Linked DNA regions of Sus scrofa: region 2 is linked to region 1. A link is a contact called in public Hi-C data. All regions are on one chromosome and are shown on one strand. Each heading gives the region's core, a stretch centred on a gene start, on an enhancer-like site or on the middle of the called end of the contact. The rest is flanking DNA. Distances are from core to core; before and after follow the strand shown. Region 1 holds the start of RYBP (RING1 and YY1-binding protein). Region 2 has its middle 45 kb from the start of RYBP.

Region 1 (6,167 bases), core at 1,218-3,717:
GTTCCCAGGCCAGAGACTGAACCTGTGCTGCAACAGTGACCAGGCCCTTAACCCTCTAAGACACCAGGGAACTCCTTAAAACCAGTTTTTAAACTTTTTCTTTTCTTCTTTTTTTTTACCGTCACACCTGGGGCATATGAAATTCCCAGGCTATGGGTCAAAACAGAGCCACAGCTTCAGGCCTACACCACAGCCACAGACACAGCCACACTAGACCTGAGCTGTATCTTTTACCTAAGTCGCAGCTTTGCAGCCACATCAGATCCTTAACCCACTGAGTGAGGCCAGAGACTGAACCTGAATCCTCACAGACACCATGTTGGGTTCTTAACATGCTGAGCCACAATGAGAACACCACTTTTTCTTTTTTTTGAAAAGGTAAAACAAGTCAAAGACACACACACACACTCTATATACTAAAAAAGTCAGTCTCCTAAGGATAACCAAATGACAATGAATTTGGAATGGAAATCTACACATTTAAGCTAACAAAAATGAATTACTGGTATAGGCAACACTCTGGATGAGTATCACAAATATTATGTTGAACAAAAGGTGCTGTCCAGATACTACAGTACATACCATATGACCCATGCGTTCAGGCAAAGCTAATCTGCAGGGAAAATGAAAATATTCTATATCTTGATTTGGATGGTGCATGCAAAGGTGTATGTAGCAGATACACATAAAAATTCATGGAGCTACAAAACAATTAGAGTGCATTTCACTCTAGATAAATAATCAAGCCACTACCTGTAGCTCCCAGCTACCCAGTTTCCTTCCCCAGAGGTTACTCCTCCAGCTGGGATTTCTTAATGCCCCTTTTCTCTCAGTACCTTCACACTAGGGGCAGAGTTCTGGGAGCATGCCAGGCAGACACTAGAGGCCAAGGCTGCAGGCACTGGGCCATGGCTAGTGTGCATGCCCCTTGCCTTTCTCTGGCCTCTTTGGCCCTCAGCCCCACACCTTCCTCCTCCTCTTCCTCCTTTCCTCCCTGAAGTTTGGGAGTTTGCTGACCATGGCTGAACAGTATTGTCCCAGCTGGCCCTCCAGGGTGTGCCTGCCTAGAAAGAACAGCGTGTGCTGATCAAGCTTATCATTGACACAATCCCTCCCTCTTTTATTCACTCCCTTCTGATCCCTGGGCAGATCCTAGGACTTCTTGCTCCCTGGGCATTCAGTCTCCGTGAGCCTCCCTGGTCTCCTGACCTGGAATGCTTCCCTTTTATGGGGCAGTTTTGATAATAACTCATTTTATGTTTGCATATAAACTGGGGATGGGGGTTCTCAGTGGAAACTAAGGGCCCATATTATCTTCCCGCCACTCCCCTATCCCCACCCCCAACTTCTAGCAGCATCCGTTGACCCTGTCCCTCCCCCCACCCAGGACCAACCCAGCCCAGCCTTTTGTCTTATTATCTGTGGTCCTCCCCCTACCACGATCCCCCCCCCCCCCCCCCCGCCCCATTGCCTAAGGGCAGAGGGGACTGAGTCACAGTCAAGCCAATCTAGCAAGCATTCTTGGAGCCCGGTGGAAAGCAAAGGGTACTACTTGTTCGACTCCAAGAAGCTTCTAAAGCAGGGGAAATGGTGCACAACCCAGGCCCAGTTGTAAGAGTTCTCAACCCAGTACTCTGTATTGATCCTTCCTAAGTGTGGGGCATTAACCTGCTTGCTCTTCCTGCATTTCGTCTCTGAGTTCTCCAAACAAGCCGAGGAGGATGATTACCAGACTCATTTTGGAAATGAAGGCGCTGAGGCATAAGGTTTAAACTGCCGGCATGTAGCCGCCGGGATTTGAACAGCAATTTCCCTAGGGAAACGCCCTATTTAGGCTATGGGGGGCTCAAGCAGAAGCTGAGTGTCGGGTATCAGGGGGACATTTAGTTGTGCCACACCCTTTCTGCACAGTTCTCTCCTGTGTCAGGAGCCTGGGAAGGGGCTTCTGGACGGTGCATTGGCTAGCGGCAGGGACTTGGAGGGAAATACAAAGCACCGCGTGGTAGAGAAGTAGAAGGGCGTGGGGAAAAGAGGCCCTGCCAGCTCCCAGGGCATTGCAAGCCTCGAGGTATTCCTAGCGTCGCGGCTGTTACAAACCCCAGCGGCGCGCGCAAATTGCGCGCAGTTACTTCCTCGTGGTGGCTACGGGGTCGAGGTATCCACGACACTACCACGGGGCGGCGGCGCGGGGCCCGAAGTCCGGCGCCGGCTCCCGAGCGCGGCCACGTGCGCCCCGCCAGGCTCGCACGCTCCGGCGGGGCCACCGGCAGGCACGCGCCCCCAGCGCGCACACACTCCCGGGCACGCACACCGACGGCCCGGCCCACGTCCGCCACGCCCCGCCCTCCCCCGCGCCCCGCCCCCGCCCTCGCGGCGCCCGCCGCAGATTTCCCATTGGCCGCCCAGCGGGTGACGCGCGGCGCCCGGCCCCGCCCCTCGTCAGTCACTCGGCGGAGGCGGCGCTGGCGGGGACTAGTCTCGTCCGGAGACTGGCAGCGGCGGCGGCGGCGGCGGCGGCGGCGGCCGGAGCTAGAGCCCCAGCGGCTGAGGGCGGGCGGGCGCGGGGGAGGGAGGGGGGCCGGTCCGCGACGACTCCCCGGACGGCGTTTCTCCTCCGAGCGGCGCCGGTTTCTGCTTTGGGGGGGGCGGGGGTACAGCCCATCCATGACCATGGGCGACAAGAAGAGCCCGACCAGGTACCTGCTCCGAGCTGAGGGGGCGGAAGGGGAGGGAGGGCTGGGGGCGGGCGGGGGCCGGCGACGACTAGGCCCCGGAGCCACCCGGGGCGGGGGGAGGCGCTGCTAAGATGGAGATCCGGGGGCGGAGGGAGGCGGCGGCGGCGGGCGGTGGCGGTGGCGGCGGCGGCGGCGGCGGGAGGCGGTGTCGCTCCCGCTCGGGGCCGGCGGCCGTGCGCGCCGCAGCCATGGCGGCTCCTCCTTAGCCGCCCTCCGCCGCCGCCGCCGCCGCCGCCGCCGCCACTCCTCCCAGACAAAGGGAGATTTAACCAGGTGGGGAGGGAGGGAGGGCGCGAGCATGGGAGGGGAGAGGGAAGGAGCCGGCCCACTCCCCGCCGGCGGCCTCGGGCTGCCCCTGCGCGCCCCCTCCAGATCCGGCCCGCGGCTCCCCTCCCGGCCCCCCCAGCCCCACGCTCAAGTCCACAAGTCCGCCCGCTTCCTGCGCCCGCCGCGGCCCTTCCCGGGCGCCGCCGCCGCCTACTGTGCGAGGCTGCACGGCCCGGGCCCAGAGGCTGCAGGGTGCCGTTGGGGGCGCCCCGTCCCTTTCCCCGGTTCCTCCTCGGCCCCGAAAAGAGTGGGTGGGTGGTCGTCCGAGCGAAGTTTCCAGCGCTGGATTCCTGCGAAATTACGACGGCTCACCAGCGCCTGTGTTTTGCTGTCTCCCCTTTTTTCCTGCTCCCTGACTCTTCCCTCCCCTTTCCCTCACTCCTCCGAAGGCCAAAAAGACAAGCAAAACCTGCCGCAGACGAAGGCTTTTGGGATTGTAGCGTCTGCACCTTCAGAAACAGCGCCGAAGCCTTTAAATGCAGCATCTGCGATGTGAGGAAAGGCACCTCCACCAGGTATTTGAGATGTGTTACCTTTTGTTATAAGACTTTTTTTTTTTTTTTTTTTTTTTTAATGTTGGGGAGAGGGTTGTGAGCTCTACTTTTTGCCTTCTTTCCAACTTGTTGATTACGGCTTTTTCTACATTTTTTGGGGGGGTGCGGGGGGAGTAGTTGATGTGTGATTTTGGTTGTGTGTATTTCATGTTGGGTGCAAAGCCTCGTGTTCACAGAATGATTTATGGAAGGGAGTTTTTCCAGGTTTCGTCTTATTTCAAACAGACGCTGTATTTATTTGACACTTGTATCCATTGGCTTTTGGTATTGGCTCCAAAAGAGAAGCAGCTGTACCTTTGCTATGGATTGTAGGACATTAGATCTTTTACTTTTGCCGTGTTCAGAATGTTTTTAATTGGTCTGTCCTGAATTATTTTTCTCTAAGAAATTTGGTGGTGCTTGTACGGTAACATGGTGTACAACGTGGTGGTTGTGTTTTTACTGTCTTGAACTGCAAATGTCTTTTTTTCCTTGCACTTGAAAATAAATGCTGGGGTTAGATAAAGAAAGCGTTTTTTGGAAGACTGAACTGTCAGTTTGTGTGTTTTTTTCTGATTAGCTCCTGAGGAGTGGTGATGGAAGACGGTTTTTGTAAAATGTGAAATAAATACTGTGATTACATTGAAGTTTGTTTTTAAAGCCTTATTAAATGAAAAGAATGTTGAAGGAATTCCTTTTTATTTTGGTGAAGGTAGTAAACCGCATGGTATCAAAACGAGTTGAACTACTGCAGATTTAACATTTAAATATACTTGAATGAAATGTCAAAGCTGATTTTGTAGTCTTCTGGTCATCCGGTATTTGTTTCTGTGATTTTAGTGTTTGAATTTAAACTACTGTTTATGTCATTGAATGGGCAGGAATTGGGGTGTGTGAGTGAGAGAGAGAGAGGGAAGGCAAAACAGAATCAATGAGTTCCTGGTGCATCTTTAAAGTTGATTGCCAAAAATCTCATCAGGTATTTGTTTTTGAATTGGTGGTGGTCCAGCGTGACCGTGCAGTAGTAGTACCTCCACAGTTTTAACTGGACATTGTTCTTTGACTAATGTGTCCTGTTAGAGTTTCATTGCTTTATTTATATTTGGGAATAAATAAGATATTGGGCAATCTGAAGAATATAACCAAGCCACATTTGCGACCTATGAGGCAGCTGTGGGATGAATTGGCCCAATTACTGGAGGAACAGTTCTGTGAATTCCACTAACTAATAATGAGACCTTTGAATAAAAATACTTAAGAAGTAAAAATATTTCCCTATAGGTTGGTTGGTTGTTTTAATTGAAGTATCTTTGATTGACAATGTTGTATTAGTTTCAGGTGTTAAGCAAAGTGATGCGCACACACACACACTTTTTTAGATTCTTTTCCCTTATAGGTTATTAGAAAATATTGAGTAGTTCCCTATGTTATGCAGTAGATCCTGGTTGGTTATCTGCTTTATGTAGAGACGTGTGTATATATTTATCTCAGACTTAATTTATCCTCCATGGTAATTTTCAAAGTAAATTCATACCAATATTTTGTATTATCATAGAACACATTCAGTTAAAATAAAAAACACTTATTGGAAGTTTAATAGATTCTGTTTTGCTCTCTAAAACAGGGAATTCCATCAAATGTCATCAAAGTTGAGAAATGTATTTGTTATTTAAAGCAATAGTGATTGTATTTTATTTATGAGTAATGTTTTTTTACATGTAGAATCCCTCAGAGGCCAAACCTCTTTATTGTGGTTTTGCTTTGAGTGTTACCGTAGATGATGTGCAAGTAAATGGCTAGGAAACTCCTAAGAACTTGAGAACTTTACTGGTGAAGAGAAACTTAAAGCAAATTCAAAAGTTCACATCCGATGTATTGCTGGGAATAATTACAATAAAATACATTTCAGTTTCTACTCTACACATGTAAAAAATCTGACTCATCAGTTTTTTGGAAGCATGATTTTTAAATACTATAGATGTTTAAAAATTTTCAGTCACAGACAACAGTGGAATTCACTTTTAAAAAACATTAGTAATGAAAATATTGCAGGAATAGAATACTCACCTACTATCTTAGGGAGTTTTTTTTTGTTTGTTTGTTTCTTTAGGGCCGCACCTGCGGCATATGGAGGTTTCCAGGCTAGGGGTTGAATTGGAGCTGTAGCCACAGGCCTACGCCACAGCCACAACAACTTGGGATCCAAGCGTCTGTAGCCTACACCACAGCTCATGGCATCGTCAGATTCTTAACCCAGCCAGGCCGGGAATTGAACCAGCGTCCTCATGATTCCTTTCCACTGAGCCATGATGGGAACTTCTTTAAGAGTCTTAATGTCATTTTATGATGTTTGTGGTTGTGTAGAATTTTAACAAACATTTTATTTTATTTTACTATTTTTTGGCTGCCCTGTGGCATGTAGAGTTCTGGGCCAGTGATCATATACAAGCCGCAGTTTCGACCTATGAGGCAGCTGTGGGAACTTTAGATCTTGTAACTCACTTGTGCTGGCCTTGGAATTGAACCTGCATCGCTGGTCCAATTTCACCACATCGGGAATTGATGAACACAC
Region 2 (6,167 bases), core at 1,537-4,036, 45 kb before region 1:
CACAGACTCCTGGAAACTCATTCTCTTTTATTTCACAGGAGTCAGGTACTAGAAGAGAATGATAGCTCTGTGCAGAGTGTATGTTTAAAATGCTTTTTAATCTTTTAAAAATTACACAAGCAGTACATCACTTTTTAAAATGAGAAAAAATGCCCATAAATAAAAGAAAAATGAATTTTCAAAGATTGCTTTTTAATAATGTATTTTTTTTTTTCCTGGTGTGTACTTTTAAAAAGTGGTAATCTTCCACTCCTACCTAAGGCAACAACGTGCTTTTTCTATGCAGCGTGTTTCTCAGACTAGCAAAAGTAAAACATTTCTTAGCACTTTGCTCTAGAGTTTAGCAATGGATAAGGACTTGCAGTTCCCCATTTCTTCAAACAAGCTTGGTCAATCAATATTTTCCAATCCTGGATGGCTGGACTTTGGCTGGAGAGGACTGTTGGGTGTTGAGTATAGGAGGTCAGTAAATGTTCCAGATAACTGCCTAGTCACCAGTTTTCTGAGCATGCGCTCCCTATTTTTGCCTCTGCTTTAGTGCACACTCAGCCCCCATTCTTTGCCCACCTGTTGGTATTCACACATCTGTATAGGGCTGGCTGATGTAATCAATAGGACATTGTAGAAATGCTGGAGCCTGACTTCCCATGTTAAGTCATAAAAGTCATGGAAGTTTCTCTTCTGTTCTCTCTTGGATCACTTGCTCTGAGGGAGGCTAGCTGCCATATTAGGAGGACATTCAAGCAGCCCGGTGGAGAGGTCCACGTGGTGAGGAATTCCTGTCAACAGGCATGAGCTATTGTGGAACTGGATCTTCTCACCCTGATCCAGTCTTCAGATGACAACATTCCCAGCAGATACCTTGACCCCATCCTGATCCAGGACCTCTAGCCAAACCACGCTCTAATTACTGACCCACAGAAACCGTGTGAGATCATATTTATTTTTGTTTTGAGCTGCTAGTGTTTGAAGTAATGTGTTCTGCTGAAAAAGGTAATTAGTAGTCCCCCTCTTATCTATAAAGTTTACTCCTTTCCTTTCCAAATTCTCTCTCCCTCAAGGCTCAAGTCAAATTCTTCTTCCTGCCTGAATTCTCCAACCCAGAGGGATCACTCATTCCTTAAGCCCATGCCTGTCTTTCTCATTTGGGGTTCACTGGATGGAACTAGAAGGAAAGACAGCTAAAGCCAAACCCAATATCTGTTGTATCTTTGTTAGTAGATGACTACATAATTTATCACCTGTACCAGACACTTCTGAGAGTGAAAAGGGGTGCTATTGGAGGTCTCCCATGGTGCAGTGGGTTAAGGATCCAATGGTGTCACTGCAGTGGCTTGGGTCGATGCTGTGGCCTGGGTTAAATTCCTGGCCTGGGAACTTCCACGTCCACAGGAGCAGCCAAAGAAGAAAAGAAAAGAGGGGAGTTCCTGTTGTGGCGCAGTGTGAAACCGACGAATATTTATGAGGCTGTGGGTTTGATCCCTGGCCTCACTCAGTGGGTCAGGGATCTGGCATTGCTGTGATGTGCCGTGTAGGTCACAGATGCGGCTGGGATCCTGTGTGGCTGTGGCTGTGGTGTAGGCTGGCAGCTGCAGCTCCAATTCAACCCCTAACCTGGGAACTTCCATATGCTGCAGGTTTGGCAAAAAGAAAGAAAGGAAGGAAGGAAGGAAGGAAGGAAGGAAGGAAGGAAGGAAGGAAGGAAGGAAGGAAGGAAGGAAAGAAAAGTGGTGCTATTAGTAATGATCCTGGGAATCAGTAAAATCCAGGATGGTTTTAGGTAAAAAGATATCATTCAGTTACCCCACCCCTAAGAGGTGCCAACACCTCTCTGAAAATGTAATAAGAGAGAAAAAATTGTTTAGGAGACTTGCAGTTTTACTTGCCTAATGCTTGGATGTACCAAAAAAAAAAAAAAAAAAAAAAAAAAAAGAGTAGCTTCTTTATTTTGCTATAATAGATATTTTTCCTTGCACATCTCCACCCAGCTAAAGCGTCAAGAGGGAAAATATGATTTTATGCCAGGCTGGTAATTTATTTATTTATTTTATAATGATTTTTATTTTTTTCCATTATAGCTGGTTTCCAGACTGGTAATTTAAACAGTCTCTGAGCAGTTCTCACTGTGGCGCAATGGGATCAGTGGTGTCCAGGGAGCACTAGGATGCAGTTTTGATCCCCAGCCTGGCACAGTGGGTTAAGGATCCAGTGTTGCTGAAGCTTCAGCTTAGGTCACAGCTATGGTTTGGATCTGATCCCTGGCCTGGGAACTCCATGAGCTGTGAGGTGGCCAAAAAAGAAAACAAATTAAAACAAAAACAAAAACAAAAACAGTCTCCGAGATTGCTCAGTGGTGACATGTCTGAGCAGAGGGGGGAGTGCAGCCAGAGTTCCAAGCCCCATCTCCCCATCCCCATCATTGCCAAATCCCCCCTCATCACTTAAGGTGAAAACATGGGCATCTGAGGGACCAGTAGAAAGTGGGAGAAGATCCTTTCAAGAATGATTGGTCTGAAGTGCTACCTGCACTAAGAGGCCATGAAGGGACTATTTTCCCACCTTTGGAGCAATGTTCTAGTACTGGAGCCATCTCTCATGGGTATGGGGGTTAAGCCTTACACAAGTGCACCCACAGAAGGGCTGAAATCTGGCCAGGGCTTTCCTAGGAGAGCCATGAGCAGGTGGGGCTGTGTGTGTCAGAAGAATGAAACTCTTTCCAGTTTGCACAAAGGCATTCCATGAGCCAGGACAGAACTTGGCCAGTGCCCAGGGTCCAGGTTATTGGCTCTTGGCTTGGCATGCTTTGCTTGTGGTGGCTTGTTGGTCCTGCTCACAGGCTAGAGCTGGTTCCAAGCTCTTTTGGCACCTCCCTGATCCCATATGAGGCCCACGGAAGATTCTAGATCTCCTATATTACTGGTACAGGCCACAGAGGGTCCAAGCATCTTCCTTCCTATACAATCCTCTAGATAACCACCTGTACACCATTGCTTCTGGCCCCAGAGACACATGGCTTTAAGCTAGAAGCAGATCCCCACCCCCAGGGGCTGGCAAGACTTCCTTGCCCTGTGCCCTGGATGTGATCCACTTACCCTGGGTAGTCTTACATTTTCCCCATCATTTTCTGGGTGTTTCTAAATCTCCTCTCCCTAGAGACATTTGACTTTATCAATAGTCTGCAAGCTCCCCTTCCTTCCCACCACCCTCCCAGGATAGCCTAAACAGGCTTGGGGCATTACTGGGAATAACAAAACTCAGTGATTAAAAGCCATACCTCTCCACCTTTTCCCTGTGGTACCACACATCACACAGAAAATTGTGTGTGTGTGTGTGATCTTGGAGGGGATCTGGAATCCCTGGGGATGGCTCTAGAGGATTAGTGGGGTACCTAGCTGCCCAGATCCTGCCAGGCTGTTCTGAGAGCAGATGGGACCAAGTCTCTTGGGGCCTGCAGAGGCACAGTAGCTGCAAAGCCCTATATAGAGCCCTAAACTTGACTTAGTGAGAAAGGAACTAGGAGTTCCTATTGTGGCTCAGCAGGTTAAGAACCCAACATAGTTTCCATGAGGATGCGAGTTTGATCCCTGGCCTTGCTCAGTGGGTTAAGGATTTGGCATTGCTACACACAGGTGCAGCTCAGATCCCAAGATGCTGTGGCTGTCATGTAGGCCGGTAGCTGCAGCTTGGATTCCATCCTTAGCCTGGGCACTTCCATTTACCACAAGTGTGGCTATAAAATGGGGGGGGGGAAAGGAACCAAGTAGTTGAGAAATACCTGTCCTCTAAAAGATCCTTGCTTTCAAGGCCATTGTCCCCACACAGATCAAGAACATCAGCTTAGAGACCAGTGCTGATCAAGGCCTATTTATTCGAAAAGATCTTTCTCCTTCCCTGGGGTGGTAAGTCTTCTGGCACAGCTCTAGAGGTGGGCAGCAGCAAGAAAACAGTGTCAAGGGGGAAACTAAAATATACAGGATCCCTGACCCAAGGATAAGGATGGGACCTGCTCTGGTGGTGGGTCGGGATGCAGGGGTGTGGCATCAGTGGGTGAGACCTCAAGGTAGCAGCACCCTTGAGACCCAATACCTTTGGTTAGACTGCTTACCACAGGAGCAGATTTCTATTACCTCCAGGGCTTTGGTTTTGTTGCTGGTTTGTGCAAATAAGGGGCCAGACCCGGGGAGGTGAGGAAGAGGAGGGAGCCACCCCACCCCTACCCACCCTCAAGGCTCTCTTGTCATCTTCACAGTCAATACTCTTGCCCACAGATGAGGTTTGCCAGTTCTTGAGCAATAAACAACTATAAACAACTATAGCATGTAGTTTTGTTGCTCTGTCCAGTTTCCTTTGCTTAACATTCTGTCTCTGACACCTCATCCCTGTGGTGTCAGAGACAGAGTAGAAGTCTGCTCTTCTTTCCTTGCTCTATCGTATTCTCTTGCAGCAAAATACACTTAGTATGGAATTCCCATCATGGCTCAGTGGTTAATGAACCTGACTAGTATTCATGAGGATGCTAGTTCGATCCCTGGCCTTGCTCAGTGGATTGAGGATCTGGCGTTGCTGTGGCTCTGGTGTGGGCTGGCGGCTACGGCTCCAATATTCGACCCCTAATGTGGGAATCTCCATATGCTGTGGCTACAGCCCTAAAAAGACAAAAAAAACGAAAACAAAAACAAAAAGCCTCAGTATATTTAGTCCTTCTACCCTTCATTTGTATTGTTTTAGTTCTCACATATGAAAAGGCTGCTCAGAATATTTTTGTTCATGCCTTTGTGGACCTCACTCATTTCACTCCTCATGTGGGATTTTTGGAAAAAAACAGTCTTATTAAAATGTTTCTGATACAATTGTTCATTTAGAAAATGGAACATGCAAAAGTACAGTTTTTAAAAAGTCAATATCTGGGAGTTCCCTTGGTGGCACATTGGGTTAAGGAACCAGTGTTGTCACTGCTGTGGCTCAGGTCACAGCTGTGGTGTGAGATGGATCCCTGGCCCCACAGAATTTCTGCATGTCCCAGACACAGCCAAAAAAAAAAAGTAGAAAAGTAGTCTTTAATATATGTTCATTTCTATTCTTGGCTGTTTCACTCCAAAAACCCTAAGCGTTTTTTTCATGCTCATCCATGTGAACGAGTCTTAGTCTTTTTCTTGTCTTTTCTTTTCTTCCCCACACCTAGAGCATATGGATGTTCCTGGGCCAGGGATTGAATCCAAGCCCCAGCTGCAACCTACACACCATAGCCGTGCCAACGGCAGACACTTAACCCCCTGTGCCAGGCCAGGGATTGAACTCTGCCGTCACAGAGACAATGCCAGCAATACCAAGTCCTTAACCCGCTGTGACACAGTGGGAACTCCCTTAGCCTCTTTTTAATTCCTTCTGGCCTCATTCCTCATAGAGCCATTAGCTAACATTTGTGATGACTCTGAGAAGGTTTTGAGGAAAGACTGCAGGCAGCTGGCCCCCCCTGCCCTTCCCTTCTCCCCCCTACCCCCGCCCCAGGGCTCATAGAGCAGGCTGTCTGTCTAAAGTGAAAAAGTCCCAGAATTCCCCTCGTGGCTCAGTGGTTAACAAATCCAACTAGGAACCATGAGGTTTCAGGTTCAATCCCTGGCCTTACTCAGTGGGTGAAGGATCCAGTGTTGTTGTGAGCTGTGGTGTAGATCACAGATGTGGCTTGGATCCCGTGTTGCTGTGGCTGGCTGTGGTGTAGGCTAGCGGCTAGGGCTCCGATTAGACCCCTAGCCTGGGAACCTCCATATGCTGTGGGAGTGGCCCTAGAAAAGGCAAAAAGACAAAAAAATAAAATAAAGTGAAAAAGTCTTAGGTCTGGAGGTGGATGCCTCCCTCCATCACCACCAGATCGAGCTCTCACAAATGGACCTAACGAAGTGGAAGCACGGGCTGCAAATTGAGAAAAGAATGAGAAGGGCGGCTGTGAGATTGGAAAACAGAGTGATAACAAATAGGGGACGCAGGTGATGAGTTTGGAAAGCAGTGTCACTGCCCTCGCTGTGCGGTCTCAGGCAGCACAGGCACACAGGAGTTATTCCAATGTGTTAGTTCAGTAGGAACCACAGATTCATGTTATCCCAACATGGAAAAGTACAGGGCAGGCACAAAGCTAACAATTTCTGTGTTCCTTTTATTACTCTTAGCTA

The links. Hi-C and Micro-C count contacts between places; a contact is called where the count stands out from the background.
Region 2: a contact with region 1 is called in a Hi-C map of liver, with 7 times the contacts expected there. The contact joins the enhancer-like site here to the promoter of RYBP in region 1. A contact is called at or near these places in 2 of 5 promoter capture datasets (fetal liver and liver) and 7 of 47 Hi-C or Micro-C datasets (adipocytes, embryonic fibroblasts, fibroblasts and 2 more).

What each region holds. Positions count from the first base shown.
Region 1 is chr13:53,805,998-53,812,164 of Sscrofa11.1, reverse strand. It overlaps RYBP (RING1 and YY1-binding protein), which reads left to right and starts at 2,467. Exons shown (of 5, transcript XM_021069217.1): 1 at 2,467-2,696; 2 at 3,452-3,577. The coding sequence starts at 2,665.
Region 2 is chr13:53,851,435-53,857,601 of Sscrofa11.1, reverse strand. No RefSeq gene overlaps it. Among named protein-coding and RNA genes, the nearest start is that of RYBP, 45 kb to the right of the region's middle. Within about 2 kb of position 2,786, at least 3 of the 83 cell types and tissues checked have an H3K27ac peak or open chromatin away from gene starts, as enhancers often do. A contact at or near this core is called in liver, where this site is marked.